Regions from separate parts of the Mus musculus genome. Here regions 1, 2, 4, 5 and 6 are each linked to region 3. Evidence: chromatin contacts called from public HiCAR-type and promoter capture Hi-C data. All regions are on one chromosome and are shown on one strand. Each heading gives the region's core, a stretch centred on a gene start, on an enhancer-like site or on the middle of the called end of the contact. The rest is flanking DNA. Distances are from core to core; before and after follow the strand shown.

Region 1 (3,421 bases), core at 577-3,076, 2.8 Mb after region 3:
CTCACTCTCTACAATGGCCTCTACTAAACCCTGTATATCAAGTCTGGGTTGTTTTGTATTGAGTCTTATTTATTTCCTGGCTCAGACTCCATCTCAGTAAGTATCCTTCCTTGAATCTGTCCTGCCTGGCTTTTCTGTACTTGGCAGAATCAGTGGGCTTCTCTCCCTGGTATTAAACCTGTGGGTTGGAAGCTGTTTGGCTCACCCCTTGCTCCCCTCCCCCTGTAGGGTCACAGCTCAGGCTCACGCACCACGCTGTGGACTTGTTGGGCATGCGCACATCCTTGCACACCAGCAGCACGTAGCTGTACTTGAGCACGTGGATAAGCCTGTAGAGTGGGGGCGTGTTGGCCCAGGGGCTTCGTGCCACACGTGTGGAGCTCTTCACCGAGAAGACTACCAGTCGCTGCTGGCACCACTTGTCGAAGAAGCGGCTGAACTCAGCCCAAGAGAAGAAAGTTCGATCCAACAATTCCTGTTCCTCCTTCTGCACGGCTGCGCTCGGTAAGGGCTCTGTCAGCTCCATCCTGGGACCTTGAGTAGAAGTGGGGAGAAGAGCTGGACATCAGACCCATCTCCACCTGGGTTACCACAATTTCATCATCAGACTGTCTTATCAGCTACTGCTGCCTCAGGTACGTCTCAGACAAATCAAAGTGGTTTCATTGTTTGCTTTCCAGATAGGAATCTCCATCCCATTTTTGTGGTTCACCTGTTGCCTTCCCAGATTCAGTTGGCATTTAATCAATTTCAATCCTAGTTCCAGTTGCCTTAGATGTGACCTCTAGGTACAAATGGAATCAGTTCTACATATCTTGCCTTTAGCTCAGCTGTGAGCATCTTTGCAAATGTATTCCCAGCTTCTTGCTAAGATTTCTCCTTCTTCCAGATGTGAGTCCTATGCCTGGTGATAATATCTAGTAGTCCCATTCATCTGTAGCTCCCTTTCCCACAAGTCTACATTTGAGTGTAACTCATATCTACTCTCATAGCTAAGGCATGAATCTCTCATCCCAGTCATAATCCTCATACACCTTTCTTCTCCCTAGGTGTATCAAATGTGCAGCTGTTGCCCCTCAGATATGACTGCCTTGAACTGCTACTTTGATCTGTGTTTTTTGCTTCCCAGAGATGCTCTTATCTCCAGATGTGCTGCCCATGTCCAGTCAGGGATCATTCGCCTACAGGGGTGTGGCCCACTTGTGGCAAATTCAACTCAGAAGTGTCACCAATAGTCATCTTTGGTCCATACTCCTAAGACTTATTCTCCTCCTGGGCCAAGTTGCAGTCCCCTCTTCCCAGAAATTGCTACTATTCTCAATGTGTATCTTCGTTTTGGACACGGCGCCTTGTCCTCAGATGGGCTTCTTCACTACTAATGCTCCCCCGGGCCCCCACGTCCCGCTGAGCCTCTTGTCCCTTGCACAGCCCCTTTTATCCAGTTCCCACCTCTCGAGACTCTCTCAACCTGTCTCTCCGCTGCTCCTCCCGGCCTGACCATCCCACATAGCGGTGCTTCTCCACTCCTAAAGCTGTGCACCCTTCCGGCCCCCTCCCCCTCAACTCACCTACCCAACCCAAAGCGGCGTCCACCTCCCACAATGCCTCGCGCCCAAGCCCAGCCCGGCCCTTGCTCCCGGGATGCCCCGCGCGGTATCCCGCCTTTCTTCCCCTAGTGCCTGGCAAGGTGGCTTTCCACCAACCCTTCTCTTCTCCCCGACTGTCACCCTTACGACCTCGCAGGCTCACCGGCTCATCCACAGGGAGGACAGGCTTGGGGCCGCTTCCCAGCATGCTGTGCGGGACAGCGCCCCTCCCTCTCCCCACTCTGTCCCATTTCTAGGCTGCCTCACGCTCTAGAGACTACAACTCCCAGCAGCCTCCGGGCGATAGTTGCGGCACGCGCTACTCGCAGGCCCCCGCCCTTGCTCGTCTCCGCCCCCTCCCGCCAAAGTGCGCGCGAAATCTGTGTGGCGCGAATTTGGGGATTTCGGGTTTGCGTCTCTGAGCGAGCGAGCGAGCGAGTGAGCGAGTGTGGCGGCGTCCGGCAAAGTGATTTGGAGAGGCAAGTGGGGACGTGGGCACGGGCTTGGGGCTGGGGTCGGCGAGAGTGCCGAGCGCTTGTCGCCAGTGAGCTTTGCAGGTTCCGGGTGCGGCCAGCGGAACGGGAATGGGGACGTCGCGGCGACCGAGGGCGCAGGAGAGAGGGCAGCAAGGAGCCGTGTACAGGGAGAGCCACTGGCTGACTGGCTGACTGATTGACTGGTTGACCAAGGCCGCAGGAGTTTTGGTGTCTGCGGAGGACTGGTGGCGGCTTGGAAGGGCGTGACTAGGGAGAAAGCCTGGCGGTGGGCGTGGCCATCAGAATTAGTGGCGCCAAGAGAAGAGGGGCGGCCTGGGGCCGGAAAGGAAGGCTTGAGTGTGGTGTTTCACCCTGGACGCCTGCTATCAATCGGTGTGGGATGCTTGGTGTTATGGGACGCTTGTAATGAAAGCAAGGTGACGTCATTGGTCAGATAGTGGTCCGATTTGAAGACTAGAGAAGCTTGGCGCGATGAGTGTCAGGAGCCAGGGAAAAGGTGAGCTTGGCTGCCAGAAGGGGCACGGATGGGATAAGACTGGAGATCTGCAGACACTTAGGGGAGGGTCAGGTCTTGTTGCTTAGTGTATATGGAGTTGAAGAGGCAGAGAAACTTGAACAGGGAGGACAGAGGGAAGTTGTCAGGGTGAGGATGGACATTTGGAAAGGGAAGCTGGCCTTTGGCATTTGGCAGCCAAGGAAGGCTTCAGATATAGCTTAGTGGTACAGTGTTTTCCTAGCAGCAACAGACCCTGCCTGGGTTCTATCTTCAGTAATATAAAGGGGAAGGGGGCAGATAACGAAACTTAACTCTCAAAGAATAAAAATGTGAAAAAAAATAAATGTCAGTAAAATTTTCTCATTCTATGGAGAGCAGTCACCATTAAGATAGATCCACCTGTATCTATCCCATAATGCTGGGTTTACAGGCATGTACAACCATGCCTGCCTGACATTATTATTATTATTATTATTATAACATGGGTGCTGGAGATTCAAACTCATGTTCTCTCTCTCTTTTTAACAGCAGGCACTCTTACCCACTGAGCCGTCTCGGCAGTCCCTGAATACACTTGTTCTTTTATTTCCTTAAGAGTTGTGTTCCCCTTTCCCCCAAGTCTTAGTCTCTGGCACAGCCAATATCCTTAGCTGGTCTTTGGATTTCTTTTTCAGGTACAACTGATGAGAAAAAAAGAGCAAGAGAGGAAAGGAGAGACTTCTGCTGCCAACATGCAGAGAAGTATTATGTAAGGCCCCTGCCATGCTCAAGGCACTTTGTGTTGTGATGTTTCCTGGGAAAATGAGAGCTAACATTCACCCCAGATAAGGGCATTGATGACA
Region 2 (3,319 bases), core at 345-2,844, 2.5 Mb after region 3:
GTTGTACCCAGTCTTCTCCACAGAGCTACCTTTGTACACTTGAGACTCACCTTAAAGCTGAATACAAACTTGCCACTTTTGTAGAAGCCCTGGAAGAGGAAGGGGGAGAGTGAATGAAGACCCTACTCTTATGGGGCCACCCCTGGTCTGTTCTTGGGAATCCTGCCCTGTTTTACTCTTACTTCATCAGGACAGATCACCAGCTTGAAGTTGAGGAGGTCGTCTGGGTCTGAGAAGCTGATGTCACACGTCTTGGGCAGGTTCAGCTCGTTAATGTCTAGGTTTGGACAGCATGGAAAGGGAGAGAAACAGGTAAAAGAAAGGAGGTCTGGGCATGTGTCAGCAGAACCCATAAGTTCGCTTTCTAGACCTGAAGAGCTTTGTGTGGTGTACTTTAACTCAGTCTGTACTACTCCATATTCTTTCCACTTTCCAGTCTCTACGTGGACTCTTCTGGATACACAGTATCCCATATACAAGCATCTTCAAGTATAACTGCCCATCTCTTGGGAAAACCCTTACCCAGCTAAGTCCTCCACAAGTTCCCACAACATAGTCCCCAAGAACCTCTACTCCCATAACCCTTGCTTCCAAGAACCCTGAGCACCTTAAACCTGAGGTTTTCTATCTCTAGTCATTATCTCCACTCACTACTGTTTATCTGTCCACCGCAATTCAAGGACCATGACACCGGCCCCCCAACACTAAGTCACCCCTTCTCATCAACCACCCACCTCCACTGTCCTTCCTCGTCTCCATCTTATTACAAGCCCAAGATCCCATCTCATCCTTGAGATTTCCTGTATGGTAGCTTAAATTGACCCACACTCACATTTTTTAGTTCCTGTAACCTTCTTTTCTCCCTCCTCTTCACCTCAAACTCAAAATTGCTCTGCCTGACCCTCTGGACCTGAGTCTTGGGCCACGAGTCCCCAGTTTAAAACACTAAACCGTCTCCCACTTATTCCCAATTCGTAACCTTCACAATCTTCACGACACGGCACCCCAGAGCAAAGTTCTCGTCTGACTCTCAAAACTATACCCCTCCCCTAACAGATTCCGCGTCCCTAACACTCCAGGCCCGAGTATCCCAACGCCCCAATCTATGACCCTCCCTAGTGACCGCACCCCCAGTCCCGCATCACAACCCTCGAAACCTGACCACCAATACCAAATATCAGGGGCCGCATTTTCTCGCCACGGTCCCTGACCTCGAACGCAGGGTCCCGACCCCTACCCTTCTGAATCCGGAGCTGCGCCGCCGACGCCTTCTTGCTGCTGCCCTTGGTGCCGCCGGCCGACTCCTCCTCCTTCTTCTGCTGCTTCAGCGAGAACAGCTTGATCATCCTGCCGCCGCCGCCGCAGCCCGCCGCCGCGGGGGCCCGGGACCCCGGCCACCCGGCCCCCCGCCGCCGCCTGCGCCGCTTCCGCTCCTCGGACCCGCTACCGCGGCCTCCTCCGCTGCCGCTCGCCCGGCCTGCCGCGCTGCTCCGCGCCCACCGCACGGCCCGCCTCGGCTCCCGTAGTCCGGCTCTGGCCTGGCTAAGCACCTCGGGTGTGTTCGGAGGTGCTCGGGAGGACTCGGCGATCCTCGGCCCCGCCCCTGCTACGGTCCCCGCGCCCTCCTCCCCCTCTTCCGCTTGGGTCTGGTGAGGCCCCGCTGCGGCTGCGGACGCCGGCCTTTACAGGTCCGCCGCTCTCCCGCCTACTTGCTCCCTCTGCTAGGAGGCTGCGGTGAGGTGGAAGGAGGAGGCGGTAGCCGCGCTTGCGGCGGCAGGGTACCGCAGGGTACCGGTGGAGGCTCAGCTTCCGCGGCAGGCGCGGCTTCGATGCGGAGGTCGGCAACGGCCTCGGGCGCCCCGCCGCTTCGGCACTTTCCGTCGCCTGCCCACTTCGGTTTTTCCTGCCTCAGCTGTGCTCTGCGCCTGCGCAACCCTTGCAGCCCCCTGGTTCCTCCTCATTGTAGTTTGAGGTTCGGTCTTTTTCGGTTAAGCTCGGGTATTTCCGTTTGTGGAGGTGACTATTCGGCGGTCTAGCGGGTACTTCCTGGGACGCGCACCCAGTAGAGTAGGAAGCAGTGCTTGCGACCATTTTTGAGCGAGGCGGGTAGTGAGTGGCCGTTTGGCTCTCGGTGGTTCCATTCAATCTTACACTTACGCGGAGCGCAGCGGAACCGGGCTAGACTGGATCTTTGCTCTCTGAGGATTCAGCAAACGCAGGGCCTGGACGTTTTAAGGGACGTTGTCGAAGGGTGCAGAAGCAGGCTCCCCTAATCCCACCGCAATCCCAGATTCGGATTGATGTAAACTAGTTTAAATTTCGAATTGCTCTGGAGGCTTGAGGCATCAAGTTGGCTTGAGCCCAGGCGCTCAGGGATACCCTAGGCAACACATCGAGACTCTTGTTCCTTAAAATAGATTTCTATTGTGCAACAGGCTGTGAGCAACTGTGTAGTTCTAGGGTCCAAGGTGGACGTGGGTATAGGACTCATAACTGCGGCTTAGAGAACAGCAGAAGTGGCATTGGCTCTCTCGAGTGGCATTGTGCCTCTCGATTGGCTTATGTTGAGTGAGCTTAGGGTGCTTGGGAGGCAGAAGGAAATAGCTCAGGATGGGTCAGTGACTTCAGGCTGTCATCTAGGAATCCAGCCGAAGCCAGAGTCTAAATGCTTCTTGTTGCTTGTCTGGTCACAGCTTGAAAAACATGGCCAGAACAGGTTCGGACTCTGTTCTGCTCTTTGCCATCTGACAGCATTTGTGCCACCCAGCATGACCCGCGGTTCTACATTCCAGACTTAGCCAGCAGCACCCTCCTCCTCCTGACTTTTTAAGGCTAGCTCATTCTGAGACTCAGACAAATCACTCTAGAACTGTTCATTACTGTCTTGTCAGTTACCATTTTTGTCAGTTACTATCTATGCTGACTATTTTTGTGCAGCTGTTGTTTTTCTGGCTTGCTTTCTTCCAGATAGGATCCATCTCTGTAGTCCAAACTCAGCACGTAGTCCAGGCTGATCTTGAACTAACATTATTCCTGTTGTCTCTGTTTCCTGAGTGCTGTGGTTACAGATACATCCCTCCTTTTTCTGACCCTTCTAAAGTCCTATGGCTGTGGCTACATGGGGCTCTGGCTAATCTTTCTGGTCCTACAGTTCTACTGACTGGGGTAGCACTTGCCTGCCTGTGTTCATTCACTACCCCTCAGATTGGATTCTAAATTATGCTTAGCTTAACTCAGGATCTTTGGTAGCCTGTGAGACAGGAGAGATCAACACTGAAAATTATGGGGACTTAAGAAAGGAATAGAGTGGCTGGAGAGA
Region 3 (3,265 bases), core at 242-2,741:
TGAGGAACTAAAGGATGGCAGCATTAGGAAGGTTGAGAACCACTGTCCTACAGCCTGTATAAATAGTATCTTCCCTTCTTTAAAATCTGAGACTCTAAGCAGCTCCAATTTCAAAACTAATCTAGACTCCTGCCACTTCCTCCATCTTCACCCTGGTGTAATCACTGCTAACACTTTCCCAAACTATTATGGCAGCTTCCCCCATGGTCTTATTGACTTCCTCACAATAACTGGGTTCTCCATGCCACAGAAACATGGAGGCTTATGTGACTAAGATTAGATCACCTCCCTCCTCTTCCCTTTCCTTTCCCTAAATGTTGAATTACTCTCATCACTCTAAAGCAGAACGCTGAGATTCATTCCAGATCTGAATCCTGCCCTGCTGCTTTCACTTCCCTCAGAAGAAAACACTTGGGGTTCTATGAACCACATGAGCCTCATCTCCAAACATTTACACATGCCAATCAATGCCTGCGTCAACCTTACAGATCACATTCTATTGTTTGTTACCAAAAGGAACTACTCCAATCTTCAATTTGTTAAGGCCCCTTTGACTCAAGACAAATATCTCAGTGACAGCCTAGGACATATTCTCCTCACCTGCATGAGGGCCATATCCATTTCTGCAGTCATGGACACCTGTGAGATGAGAGATGTTATGAATGATGGCAGGGACCCAAAGCTTTAGGTTTTCCTATACCCTCTCCCAACCCGGAGCAAAGTGACATAGGGATGCCCTCGTTACATCTGATCCTAAATCCTCAGTGCTTGTGCTTACTTATGGACCCTTGAACAATGACTCAACTGGCCTATAATATATCTCCACACAACTCCCAGGTTGGAAAACCCTAGGGTGGTCCAAGAACTAGCTGAGATGAGAATATACATACATATATACATACATACTCTCATCACGAGCAGCAGCTTTTTGGAAACCCTAAAACCCACACTCAAGTCTGTGTAGTTTTTCCATAACACGAATTCCTGTCATGGGGAAAATGGTACAACACTTCATCTCATTATTACGGGCCTAAATAGTCCACACTTCAGCGTCGCTCCAAGAAATTACACACACTATGGCCCTGGCTGTACCACTCCGCCTCCTCATTGTAGCTTTGCAAATAGAAAAGCCGAATCACGTACTCCTACTAATACAGGGATCTGGGGAGTAGCGACTTAAGGGGACTCCCTAATTCCGACTCTGCAAGATAAGTGGCGAGGACAAGGGAGCCACAAATGTCGCACCACTTACCTAAGCCTGGTGCATGAGCGTGGGCACAGCCATCCAAGTAAGCGAGCGCAGACAACGGGGAAACGGGGACGAGGGACCTGGACAATACTGCCACTGTCAGTGCCGGGGCTGCGATGAATATTACGCCCTTAGAACCGCTCCTTTGAGATTCTTCGATCCGTACACCTCTGGACAAAGGGGTCTTGCACACGATCTGGAAGGAGGGACCCAAAAACCGCTAAAATGAGCGCCACAGAGCGCAGCCGGAAATCCCGCCCCATTCCTCCAGCCAAACCCGAAGATGGTACTATCCTAAATTCTCATTGGCTCATGCTCCTCTCTCTGTGGATAGTGCATTCTGGGTAACGTAGTTCCTTCAGATATGCGTCTGTGGGTGGGGAAGCTGTGCAACTTCATCACCTGGAACAAAGGCCAAAAGGGATGTGTGCTGGGAAGCGCCATGTACGCTAGCAAACAACCCTTTTCATCTGTCTTCTTTTCTGAAGTCCTCGGCCATAGTCTGGGGCCACCCACCCCAGTGTTTTCCAACTTGGGGGCAAACAGAATACAAGGATGCTAGACTGGAGGTCAAAAGAGGCTGTGGTTGTATAGATGAACTCAAACTCCGGGGGAACTGCGGGATTTCTCCATGTGTACCCAAATGCTGGGCAGACATCCGATGGAGAGCCCATGCCTAGCCTCTTGAACTAGCTCAGGGCACTTGGCCTCCTAGTCCACTGTTGGAAGCCACTTGCAGGGAGTCGAATTTAAATCCATAGTGACTCCTACATTTCCCTGTTGTCTGCTTAAATACCCCCTCCCTTTGTATTCTAATACCACTCCTATGGCACTTGATTTGCCTCTTCTTCAGTGTTGCCCTAAGAGAACACACACAGCTCCTTAAGCTTCAACTAGATCTGTCCGGTAGCTAGAAAGTTGGCTGACTAGCCTGAATATCAATAAAAAGCAGAAATTGCCTCTCCAGGAAAAAAAAGAAATCAGGATCTGTGTGAGGCCAGCAAGTTCTGCAACTCGCCCTCTCCTGAGGGCGCCGCTTATAGAGGTAGAGAGCAGCAGCCACCAACTGGCCATAAACTAAATGTAACTCTTGTACACAACTACAAAAAAGACAAAGTTAAACAGAGTTCAAGCAAATCTTAAACTCCTAGCATATGAAAAGTTTTGTGTTTGTCTGTATTTGTATATTTGGCATCCATCAATCTCAGGACCAGAGATAGCTAAAGTTGTAACTCATGCTGATGTACACCATGCAATTCCTACAAAGGATGCCAGAGGGAAGAGAATTATTAGTTCTGGGCTAGCATGGTTACAGAGCATGAGTCAAACTAAAATATCAACAAATACCAACAGTGAAAGTCAATTGAACAGGTTGGAGTGTCTTTTCAATGATACTCAGTTGTCTAAATTTCCAAGTGGCTAGCTGAGCTTTCTACTACTTCTAGGAAACTAACTGGTCTGGACGCAGTCTTCTTTGCAGCTTGGTTTATTAAGGAAAAATGTGCCTTGAAAATCTCATTTTTGGGGGGGGGCACTTTCTGAAGCTATTTTGCATTGTCTCAACTGCCTACTTAAGAATGGAATGTTTCAATCTCACAGTTAACAGTTATGCAACAAAGCTATACATACATTATTACACATTTTAAGGAGACTGTAGAAAGAAATGAAGGCAGAGTCACTAAACTTATGAATTTTTCCAAAAGGCAAAAACCATTTGTTTTGCTGTAAAGCCCTTGCCCTTCTTGTTTAATCACACATATTTTATTTCCTATTATGGATCACCCTGGCTCTTAACAAGCTGAGGAACGCCATATAAATCAATAGACGTGAGGATACATATCTCCTCCTATGGCAGGAGGAAACTTCCCCTATACAGTGCCAGCCATTACCTGGATGTGTGTAAGAGCTAAACAGTTTATGTTGTCATTAGAAGTGGAGAAAAACAAATTCTCTTCAGTGACCTCTGGTTTCAACAAAATGAAGATATGAAGGCGACAAAGCCCTACACAGAGCCTA
Region 4 (3,778 bases), core at 101-2,600, 2.5 Mb after region 3:
CCTCCTGGCCGAATCATTTAGGAACACCCCTTGAGGCTGAGGATTTGTGCCTGCCATACCCAAGGGAAGCAAATAAACAGTACATATAACAAGGCCTTTGCAACCTTGTTTCTTCTTTGCATCACCTGAGAGGTGCTAACTTTGGGCTTTGAAAATGCACCAGTGATGTGAAAGGCCAGCAAGCTGAAATTCAGTGTTGTTTAGCAATCCCCATAGTTCTTATGAACCCGAGACTATCATCCTGGCACTAATCATACTGAGGGAAGACAGATTCTTCCATCACACACACACACACACACACACACACACACACACACGCACACGCACACACACACACACACACACACACACACACACGCCCTCCGCAAAGGAGCTGGGAATCAGAATTGTCAGTTAACCCATCAAGCAAATATCTCCAGGTCTCTGGGCCTGTTTCCTTATTCAGCAAACAAGGGTGTTTCCCTTGGATCAGATTGCATACACTGCTCTAAGGGAAGAGAATCAAGATTCAGGATTCGCCCTGACCACCAGCCTGTCTCTCTAGGACAGACCCAGAGCAGGGCCCCATTTAATCCTGCCCCTTACAAAAGGACTACTGAGATCTCAGACTCAACGATTCTAGATCCTTAACACAAAAACACCCTTCCCTTTCTCTCGGAGTATTGCACACATTGTGTCAGTTACCACTGGCCTGGCCTACTGGAAGTCGCCATGCAGGGTCCCTTCCACACTCCCACCTCCAGGCCTTTCCCTCACGTGGCCGCCAGAGGGAGCCTGCGAACCGGGTTTATCTGGGACCTCTATGATGATGAATTAATTCTTCAAACCCACCAAGGCTTTGAACCTGTCTCTGCCAAGCGGCCTCCTTTTTCAAATAATATGCCAACCCATAACTCTTCCTCAACCCCATCCATACCCTACTTCTCGAACGCCCGGACTCCTCAGATGCAGCAGAACCTTCCTGAATGCCTCAGAACAAAGGCACACTCTCCCACATCTCCTACAGCATTCTCGCTACAACTCCCTCACCCATGCCATGCACCTTGTTCCATCAGCCTGTCTCACTCCCACCCTATCTATGCCAGAGTCCCCTTCAGGCCCGCTACATCTACCCCCAGTTTCCCGCCTCCGCACCCTGCCCCGATCCTGCAGCGCCCTCTTGTGTTCGCAACGTGCACACCGATCCTCACGCAGGCGTGCCGCTCCTGGCACGCCCCAGCCTTCTCTGGGACTCTGAGGCAGGGGGATGCCCGCTCGACCCCACCTCCGACTCCTCAGGCAGCAGGTCCTGCAGGTCCTCCTGCTTGTCAACTTGAAGGCCGCACTTCCGGGCGCTGAAGCGGAACAGATAGCCTCGGCACAGGCGGAACGATAGTCGGGAGCACGTTTCCGGTGTTCCTCTTTAGACTAGGCAGTCGTTGAGCAGAACTTCCGGTCTGGTCCGCGCCACAACCAAAATCGCAGAAGCTGGGGACCGAAGAGCTGGGGATCAGTAGGCAGAAGGAGCAGGAGTCCGTCGTCTCCAGGCTGATCCGAGCGAGCTGTCAATCACTCCTCGGGCCACGCCCTCAGTACTCTCAGCGGGTCTGGAGAGGGCGCTGGATGGAATCCAGAGGCTTTTTTTTTTTCTCCCAGGTGGCTTTTCTCTTACACGGGAAAAGTTTCTCTCTCTCTCTCTCTCTCTCTCTCTCTCGATTTATTTATTTTCTATTTATTTTATGCGAGTACATTATTAACTCTCTTCAGACACACCAGAAGAGGGCATCAGCTCCCATTACCGATGGCAGTGAACCGCTGAGCCATCTCTTCAGCCCCGAGAAGTTTCTCTTGAGTCACTTCTGCTCGCACCCCAGATGAAGAAGCTTTGCAGAGCTTCCCTGCAGTCATCTAAAGAACACAGGCCCACCTTCCCAAGGAAGCCTCCTCATTCGGTGCTCCCACCTCACCCCACCCAGACTCTCGGGAATTCGCTGCTCTATAAATGAATGGTTGAAGAACCCCAGCTTGGCCACAGATCAGAATAGAATGTAGGACACGAAGTGGGCTCGGAAGTAGTCAGATACCAAGGAGCAGGGACTAAGTGCGTAGAGGGAGAGAACAGCCAGAGAGTTGTCCAAGCGGGGCTCCTACGTGGTCCTTTTGTTGTCCAAGACACCCATGAACCAAACCTCTCAAGTGGTGGGTTGGCCTTCCCTTCCCCTCTGTTCTTGGGGCAATCAATCAACCACTATGTAAGGCAAAAGAGAGGCATAGAGCTCTGGGCCTCCGTGTGAATGGTACTGAGGAATCTAGTGGGTGGTGCCGCATGAGGAAGATGTCAGGATGTTTTGTTCCCCATCCTGGACCCATGCTGGGTAGCTGTGTTGTATGTGTGTTTGAAAGTCTGGGGAAGCCAGGCGGTGGTGGCGTATGCCTATAATCCCAGCACTTGGGAGGCAAAGGCAGGAGGATCTCTGAGTTCGAGGCCAGCCTGGTCTACAAAGTGAGAGTTCCAGGATAGCCAAGACTATACAGAGAAACCCTGTCTCGAAAAACCAAAAAAAAAAAAAAAAAACAAAAAAAAAAACCTCAGAGGTTGAGGCAGGAGCGTCAGAAGTTCAAGGTCACCCCCCAGATATCAGAGTTGAGCCCAATCTGGGTTACATAGGATGCTATAGGAGGGGGGGGACCCTCAAAATTTAACAGCTAGGAATGCTTGTAATCCTATTACTTGAGAGGGAGAAGCTGGACGAATGGGAGTTTAAGACAGCCTCAACCATAAGAACCTGCTTAGCAAAACAAAACAAAAACAATAAAAAACACCCAAGTAAATGAGCTGGGACAATTGCTTGCATGCATGAGATCCTGGGTTGAAATAATTAATAGCAGGCTAGAGAGATGGCTCAGCAGTTAAGAGCACTGACTGCTCTTCCAGAGGTCCTGAGTTCAACTCCCAGCAACCACATGGTGGCTCACAACCATCTGTAATGGGGTCTGATGCCTTCTTCTGGTGTGTCTGAAGACAGCTACTGTATACTCATATATACATTAAGGAAATAAATCTTTTTAAAAAGAGAGAGACAGAGGGGAAGGAAGGAAGGAAGGAAGGAAGGAAGGAAGGATGGATTAACAGCAAAATGACAAGCATAATGGTCTGGCACCTTTATCTCTTAAGATTCTTAGCCCAAGAAAGAGATCTTGCGGGCTGGAGAGATGGTTCAATGGGTAAGAGCACCTACTGCTCTTCCGAAGATCCTGAGTTCAGATCCCAGCAACCACATGGTGGCTCACAACCATCCCTAATGAGATCCGATGTCCTCTTCTGGTGCATCTGAGGACAGCTACAGTGTACTTAGATATAATGATAAATACATCTTTTTTAAAAAGAAAGATAGATAGAAAGAGACTTTGCCTTCGCCCGCTAAATCACTCCCTTCACACTGGACAGCCTTTCTCTTTGCTCATTTCTCCTCAGCAAATGGACCCTTCTCTGTGCCCATGTGGTTCCCTCACATTTTTTTTTTCCTTTTTTTTTTTTCTGGTTTTTCGAGACAGGGTTTCTCTGTATAGCCCTGGCTGTCCTGGAACTCACTTTGTAGACCAGGCTGGCCTCGAACTCAGAAATCCACCTGCCTCTGCCTCCCAAGTGCTGGGATTAAGGCTTGCGCCACCATGCCCAGCTTCCCTCACCTTCTTATTAGATTGCTATGCCACCAGGCTCTCCTTATCTTGAGGCTTCTTAATCTTCTGTCATGTAAATTGTATCCTCCATCTTGGAGCCTCCTATAGTAACACACAG
Region 5 (3,539 bases), core at 748-3,247, 2.5 Mb after region 3:
TGTACATCTCCTTAAGCAGTATTCAAAACGCAGCCTCCTTACAAAGCAGGTCCAGAACAGCCAATTACACAAGAGAAACCCTATCTCAAATGGGCGGGGTGGGGAGCCGGGAAGGCTTAAAAATGCTAATGGAGGCCTGGAAAGATGGCTCAGCGGTTAAGAGCACTGACTGCTCTTCCAAAGGTTCTAAGTTCAATTCCCAGCAACTGCATGGTGGCTCACAACCATCTGTAATGGGAACTGATGCCCTTTCTGGTGTGTCTGAAAACAGCTACAGTGTACCTACATATATAAATAAAATTAATCTTTTTAAAAAATGCTAATGGAAAGGCAAAAAAGAGGGGGTAGGGGGACTGGAGAGATGGCTCAGTGGTTAAGAGCACTGACTGTTTTTCTAGAGGTCCTGAGTTCAATTCCCAGCATCTACATAGTTCATGGTTCACAACCATCTGTAATAGAATCTGATACCCTCTTCTGGTGTGTCTGAAGACAGCTACAGTGTATTCTTTTTTTTTTTTTTAAGATTTATTTATTTATTTTATGTGTATGAGTACACTGTAGCTGTACAGATAGTTGTGAGCCATCATGTGGTTGCTGGGAATTGAACTCAGGACCTCTGCTCACTCTGGCCTTGCTTGCTCCAGCCCAAAGATTTATTTATTATTATTATATATTATATTATATATACAGTACACTGTAGCTGTCTCAGACACACCAGAAGAGGGCATCAGATTTCATTACGGATGGTTGTGAGCCACTATGTGATTGCTGGGGTTTGAACTCAGGACCTTTGGAAGAGCAGTCAGTGCTCTTAACTGCTGAGCCATCTCTCCAGGGCTACAGTGTACTCTTATACATAAATAATTCTTTTAAAGAAAAAGTCATCTACAAGTTTTGACCTTACCAGCAATCTACCTTCATCTCATTTTGCCTCAGTCCCAGGGGCCTTAGTCACCTTTTGAACATATATATACACAAATATACTTTCTCCTGAAGTTGCTTCTCCCTTTCTCTGACTTTATAGCATGTACCACAGGTCAGTCAACTGGTCCTCTACTGCCACAACGAAACATCCACCATGTTAAAGATGCCCTTCCCTTTAAAAAAAAATGTTTATTTATGTATCTCTGAGGAGGTCTATGTGTGTACATGCATGTGACTGCAGATGTGTGAGGAGTCCAAATGTGTAGATGTGTGCCTGTAATCACAATACTGAGACAGTGAAAGCAAGAGACACACAGGAGGGGGGGTGGTTAGGGGGAGGAGAAGGGAAGAGGAAGGGAGGGGAGAAAGAATAAAGAGGGAGGGAGGGAGAGAGAGAGAGAAAGGAGAAAAGAATAAGTGATGGTTGTAGCTTGACTGAAACTGTGAACTTGGAGGTCGGAGCAATATAACTTTGCATCTGTTGTTAAACTAGCCAGATTTTATGATGTGGAAATAAGAAAGATAATTAGAAAAGTGCTCATGGAGTATGTCTTCAGTAACCACAAGTTTGACACTTAAGGTAGAGTCTCCTTATGAGTCTCCCTTCCTTCTTCCAGTTCACCCCGAGCATCTCATTGCCCCTGGGCAGCCAGAGGAAGCTTAGGGTGCTTCAACCCTTCCAGACTCCCGGGGCTCCCTCTATCTCTCTTAGATTACCACTCTACCCGGTCTCTCCCTAACAGATCCTGAACACTCCAGCTCAGCCTCACTTCCAAGCAGTTGCACACGGAGTCCCTATTCATCCAACGGCTTTCTATACTGTTTTCCAGAAGTGGGAAACCCTCGGCATTACGCGTAGTGGGGGCGTTGGGACCTTAAAACTGACGTGAATCTACGATTCCCAGTAGCAAGGCAAAACACCAGAGGACGTGAATATGAGCCTACCGTCTCGCTCGCTCGGAGACTCAATGCCCAGGGACTTCAAGCCTGCAAGGACTAGGAAATGGAAAGCATCGGCTACAAGTGCCGTCCTCCCCATTACCCTTCCTCTCCGGTCCCAAGGAGGCGTGTACTAAGTGAAAGGACTCGGCTTATAGATCCCACCCATTTGGCGAGCAAAATAAAGTCACGACTCCGTTGCGCACACAGCCTGAGAAAAAGCTTTTTTTTTTTTTTTTTTTTTTTTTTTTTTTTTTTTTTTGAGAAAAAGCTTTTCATCTGGGTTGTGATTGGCTCAGAGTCTAGAGAGCCTCACAGTCTTGTGGTAAATGTAGTTTCCACCCGGCATCTGGTGAGCGAGGAGCGAGCTTTTGTTCTCCGTGGCATTGACTTAGCGGCATTGTAGAGAACGTAGAGAATGGAGCTAGGCAGAGGTGTCATACACCTTTAATCTCGGTGAGTTCGAGGCCAGCCTGGTTCACAAAGCAAGTTCCAGAACAGCCAGGGCTACACAGAGAAACTGTATTGAGGAAAAACAAAACCGAAACAAACAAACAAAAAATATGGCATGGATATAAATTAACTTCCGTTTAGGACTCTCCTTTTAGAGATTCCCCGCAAGTACCAGTGCCCTGAGATCCTTTTTCTTTGTTTGTTTGGTTGGTTGTTTTTTTTTTTTTTGTTTTTTTTTTGTTGTTGTTGTTGTTTTTGTTTTTGTTTTTCGAGACAGGGTTTCTCTGTATAGCCCTGGCTGTCCTGGAACTCACTATGTAGACCAGTTTGGCCTCGAACTCAGAAATCCGCCTGCCTCTGCCTCCCGAGTGCTGGGATTAAAGGCATGCGTCACCACTGTTCGGTGAGATCCTTTCTTTAATGACATGGAGTGCCCTTCTAATTTAGCGGATTCTGACCCAAAGTTATTAGCATATTTGAAGAGCTTACTAGTACTTCAATTTCACCCGCGGGGCTCCTCTGCCACTTACTGAGTCTGAACTCCCCCTTGACTTGAGCACCCAGGCCTCGATGAGACTCCTGGGGATTCTGAGCTCACTTAGAAGCTGCTGTGATTTGTAGTCTGGTGGTGAATTTTCTGGGTGGCTTGATACTGACTGTGTATACCAGGATAGCTTAGAACTCACAGAGATCTATCTACCTGACCCTGTCTTCTGAGTAATGGGGTTAAAGGCATGAAGGCATGAGCCACCATGCCTGAGAAAAATAATATTAATTTTACATTTATTTGTATGTGCCTGCCATGAGATTTATGTGGAGGTCAAAGGACAACCACAGTAGCCAGTCCCAGGTACTGAGCTCTGATCACTGGGCTTGGTAGCAATCTCACCAGCAAGGGTACTGAGGGTTTAAACTCAGGTCTGTATACGTACACGCAAGCGCTCTTAACCCACTGAACCATCTTCCTAGCCTCGTAACCTTCCTTTTGAGAGATGATATAGCAGGGAGAGAAGTTTCAGAAAATAAGAAAGTCCAAGGTACCAGAAAAAACATACTAGGCAGGCATCCAAAAGAAAATAGACTAGGGGGGGGGGAGAGAGAAAAGGAAACGTTGTAACTTTCAGATACACTTTACTGACCCTGTGGTAGCTTGTGGAGATCATCTCTCTTGGCTTTCTTTCTTTCTTTCTTTCTTTCTTTCTTTCTTTCTTTCTTTCTGTCTG
Region 6 (3,417 bases), core at 396-2,895, 2.3 Mb after region 3:
CACAACCATCTGTACAGCTACAGTGTACTCACATACATAAAATAAATAAATCTTTTTTTAAAATTACAAAATTATCAAAGAGAAATAGCATTAATAGTTGAAGGTGATTGAAAAGACAAACTTAATGCCACACATGATCCTGGAATGAACCTTGGCACAATGCAGTTTTAAAAAAAATTTTTAAACTTATATATATATAAGTTATACAATGATTGGTCCCAATAACATTCTATCATAGATCAGGGTGGGGGCATGGAATTCCATGTCCTCTTGAGGATTAAACAGGCAGTTAAGGTTGTTGGCAGAGACTTTTGTTCTGAAACATTTCTTTTTACATATTGGTATATGTGTGTCCATATGAGTGAATGTCACCTATGTGTTGACACTCTCTAAAGCCAGAACAGTGCGTTGGATACCTGGGTAAATCCTTTGGAGCTGGACCTACAGGTGCTATAAGTCCCAAAGCTTGGGTGCTGGAAACCAAACTCAAGTCCTCTGAAGAGCAGCAAGTGCTCTTAACCACCGAGTCTCTCCAACCTCACAAGATTAACATTAATTTCATTCATGTGGCCACTGGGAGGATGGTAGGATACCCATTCTCCTTTGCTCATGGAAAAGGAAAAAAAAAAAAAGCAAGGTTCACATTTTAAAGAGAATCATCACTAAAGAATTTCAATGTGTAGTGTCAGAATATTCAAAGTATTACTTCTAGTAACCCAGCCCACACACACACTATCATGCCTGCCTGTGCTACATTCATTATGTGTGTAAACTATAGTGGGCATGTGTTTAAAAGAAAGGAAAAGCCAATGTAGCAAAATGTTAATACGTGATAACCCGGATGGTTTCGTCATTATCTATTAAATTATGCCTGCAATTTAGCTGTGGGTGTGAAATCTTTCAAATTAGAAGACTAGGAGAAGGCAGGGGGAGAATGGAGGAAAAGTTGTTGGAGGAGGATGAACAAAAGTGTGTTTTTCCAGGGAAATAAAACCATTGAAAACCAAGGAAGAAACAGCAAACTAGAGAAGGAACAAAGCAAAGGAGGGATGATACATGAACCTCCCTGGGGAGGGGAGGAGGGATAGTTAAATAGATGATGGATGGACGGATAGGCTGATTGATTGATTGATTGATTGACTGATTTTGCAAGTATCAACAGAGTTAAGGGAAAGCCACCTAGAAGATTCCATGGAAAACAGCCCCGTCGCTCATTGGAGTCTGGCAGCCAACTCAGCCTGAAACCGGCAAATAAGAAGGGCCGGGTGCCCAAAGGATCTCGGCAAAACCTCCGAGAACAGCGGGGCTCGAGACAAGGACGCCCTAAGTAACGAGCAGGAAAGAGGGACAGCCTCACCCGACAGCAGCGCGGAGAGCATCTACACCAGCCAGTCAGGGACCCCTCCGACCCGGGGGTGTACACACCCGCGGGGACAGCGATGTCCCCGCTCACACCCTCCGGGTGAGCCCGAAACTCCCACGGCCCGCGTGAAACCCAAACGCTCTGCACGCCACCCCTCCAGCACCCCTCGACTCCCTCCCGCAAGACACTCAGAGGGGAAGCTAAGGAACAGAAAGGCACCGAGGCGCGGAAGGACTCACTACAGGATGCCGGCGGCGGCCATGGTCGCAACAACTGCGCATGCGCAGATCCTGGTCCTGCGACGCGCACGCGTCCTAGAGGTTCAGTTGCTTCTGACTGCTGTGCACTCTGATCTGAGAGTCTTGCACCAGTACCTGCAGCTGCGGAGAGGCAGGAGCAAGGCATTGCGATCAGGAAGAAACGTCTCCTCACCTTTATTTATAGAATTATAACTAAGTTACTGATGACTCATGGATATTCATTTTCTACCACGATTCTGTCTTTTGAGAGGGTTGGCTCAGAGTATGAGAGTCCCCTACCTCAGCATCTCCAGGACTCTCCTGATGTTATAATTTTGTTCTAGAGCCTTATTTTTTATTTACTGCATAATTTAACAAAAACACGATTATAGGTGAAAAATACTAAAATTCAGCCAAATACACCTCTTTTCTTGACAATCATTAGTGGAAGTAAGCTATGTTTTTTTTTTTTTCCCCTTATGAGTGTTTTGCCTGCATGTATGTCTGCATCACATGCTGCAGTGCCCTCAAGACCAGAAAAAGGTGTCAGATTCTCGAGGGCTGGAATAACAGACAGTTGTAAGCTGTCTCTTAGTTGCTGTGAATTAATCTCCAATCTTCTGGAAGAACAATAAGTGCTCCAAGCCCGTGTCAAAGGTGTATTTCACCAATATCCTAGATGTTTCTGAACCCAGACAATTTGACAATGAAGATTAACCAACAAAAAAGTTACAACTAAATTTCTCCATTTTGAACACAAAAAAATAAAATGTTTTGTGTTTTGTTTTGTTGTTTTGTTTTGTTTTGTGTTTTGTGTTTTGTTGGTTTTTTGAGACAGGGTTTCTCTATGTAACCCTGGCTGTCCTGGAACTCACTCTGTAGACCAAGCTGGCCTCGAACTTTTGTTTTTAAGAAAACAGTACTGAAGAGATGGCTCAGCAGTTAAGAGCACTGGCTGCACTTCCAGAGGAGCAAGGTTTGATTACTAGCATCCACATGACAGCTCACAAAAGTCTGTAACTCCAGTTCCAGGGGATCTGTTGTCCTCTTCTTAAGTCTGCAGACACTGCCCATAAGTGGGTTACAGACAAACATACAGGAAAAAAAGCATCCATACACATAAAATAGAAATAAATAAGTCTCTTTAAAAAACAATAATACCAACAAAAGCAGATTAGAGTTGTAAATGGGAAAACAGAATCTGCTAAAAGGGACTGTTTAGGGTGATAAAAGATTTCTTCATTGGTTGTGCTGGTGGTTATAAAGCTGTGTTTGAAACACAGTGAACTGTTGGGCATGGTGGCACATCCCTTTAATCCCAACACTTAGGAGGCAGAGGCAGGTGGACCTCTGAGTTGGAGGCCAGTCTGGTCAACATAGTGAGGTTCAGATGAGCCAAAGCTCCAAAGTGAAACAGTGTTCAAAAACAAAACTTGATCGGGACACATGATGGTTCCTCGGGTAAAAGTGCTTTATGCAAACCTGACAAGGAGTTCCATTCCCAGAACCATATTTTAAAAAGGGGGTGGGGAGCCCAGGACAGTGTCACACATCTTTGTATGACTTCAGTACACCCACAGTTAGATGGGAAAGAGGACAGAAGCACCAGAAGTTCACAGGTCAGATAGCCTGCGTTTTCTGAGAAGACAGCTTCTTAAATGAGAAAGATGCAACAGCCCATGACTCGGTCTTCTATCCATATACAGATGAGGCATATACCTCTCTCTAAAATTGTACTGACTTCCCTATACAAGAAGGAAGGCACAAGTGAGGGTGCTTGAATCTCACTTAGAAGGGGGGATAAAATAGTCATAA

The links. Promoter capture Hi-C pulls out the DNA fragments that hold promoters and counts their contacts. HiCAR-type assays count read pairs that join an accessible place to other places.
Region 1: a HiCAR-type map of astrocytes shows a contact between it and region 3, with 6 times the contacts expected there. The contact joins the promoter of Zswim9 here to the promoter of Zik1 in region 3. A contact is called at or near these places in 6 of 39 promoter capture datasets (cranial neural crest, frontonasal cranial neural crest, hippocampal neurons and 3 more) and 1 of 115 datasets of contacts at active chromatin or transcription factors (astrocytes).
Region 2: a contact with region 3 is called in a promoter capture Hi-C map of pre-B cells, with 4 times the contacts expected there. The contact joins the promoter of Ube2m here to the promoter of Zik1 in region 3. A contact is called at or near these places in 6 of 39 promoter capture datasets (cranial neural crest, frontonasal cranial neural crest, hippocampal neurons and 3 more) and 1 of 115 datasets of contacts at active chromatin or transcription factors (astrocytes).
Region 4: a contact with region 3 is called in a promoter capture Hi-C map of pre-B cells. The contact joins the promoter of Zbtb45 here to the promoter of Zik1 in region 3. A contact is called at or near these places in 7 of 39 promoter capture datasets (the 3T3-L1 cell line, cranial neural crest, frontonasal cranial neural crest and 4 more) and 1 of 115 datasets of contacts at active chromatin or transcription factors (differentiating embryonic stem cells).
Region 5: a contact with region 3 is called in a promoter capture Hi-C map of pre-B cells. The contact joins the promoter of 1810019N24Rik here to the promoter of Zik1 in region 3. A contact is called at or near these places in 7 of 39 promoter capture datasets (3T3-L1-derived adipocytes, cranial neural crest, frontonasal cranial neural crest and 4 more) and 1 of 115 datasets of contacts at active chromatin or transcription factors (astrocytes).
Region 6: a contact with region 3 is called in a promoter capture Hi-C map of second pharyngeal arch cranial neural crest. The contact joins the promoter of Zfp329 here to the promoter of Zik1 in region 3. A contact is called at or near these places in 9 of 39 promoter capture datasets (cranial neural crest, frontonasal cranial neural crest, hematopoietic stem and progenitor cells and 6 more) and 1 of 115 datasets of contacts at active chromatin or transcription factors (astrocytes).

The regions. Positions count from the first base shown.
Region 1 is chr7:13,276,895-13,280,315 of GRCm38.p6, forward strand. Zswim9 (zinc finger SWIM-type containing 9) reads right to left here and starts at 1,827. Exons shown (of 5, transcript NM_177312.4): 1 at 1,750-1,827; 2 at 252-534. The coding sequence starts at 526. Lig1 (ligase I, DNA, ATP-dependent) reads left to right here and starts at 1,932. Exons shown (of 29, transcript NM_010715.3): 1 at 1,932-2,065; 2 at 3,254-3,327. The coding sequence starts at 3,311.
Region 2 is chr7:13,036,384-13,039,702 of GRCm38.p6, forward strand. It overlaps Ube2m (ubiquitin-conjugating enzyme E2M), which reads right to left and starts at 1,595. Exons shown (of 6, transcript NM_145578.3): 1 at 1,238-1,595; 2 at 183-277; 3 at 51-89. The coding sequence starts at 1,346.
Region 3 is chr7:10,493,890-10,497,154 of GRCm38.p6, forward strand. It overlaps Zik1 (zinc finger protein interacting with K protein 1), which reads right to left and starts at 1,492. Exons shown (of 4, transcript NM_009577.3): 1 at 1,253-1,492; 2 at 601-639. The coding sequence starts at 633.
Region 4 is chr7:13,008,502-13,012,279 of GRCm38.p6, forward strand. It overlaps Zbtb45 (zinc finger and BTB domain containing 45), which reads right to left and starts at 1,351. Exons shown (of 3, transcript NM_001360833.1): 1 at 1,135-1,351.
Region 5 is chr7:12,959,820-12,963,358 of GRCm38.p6, forward strand. It overlaps 1810019N24Rik (RIKEN cDNA 1810019N24 gene), which reads right to left and starts at 1,998. Exons shown (of 2, transcript NR_166501.1): 1 at 1,870-1,998. It overlaps Gm29638 (a long non-coding RNA gene), which reads left to right. Exons shown (of 2, transcript XR_391162.4): 2 at 1,668-2,068.
Region 6 is chr7:12,817,215-12,820,631 of GRCm38.p6, forward strand. It overlaps Zfp329 (zinc finger protein 329), which reads right to left and starts at 1,646. Exons shown (of 2, transcript NM_026046.3): 1 at 1,603-1,646.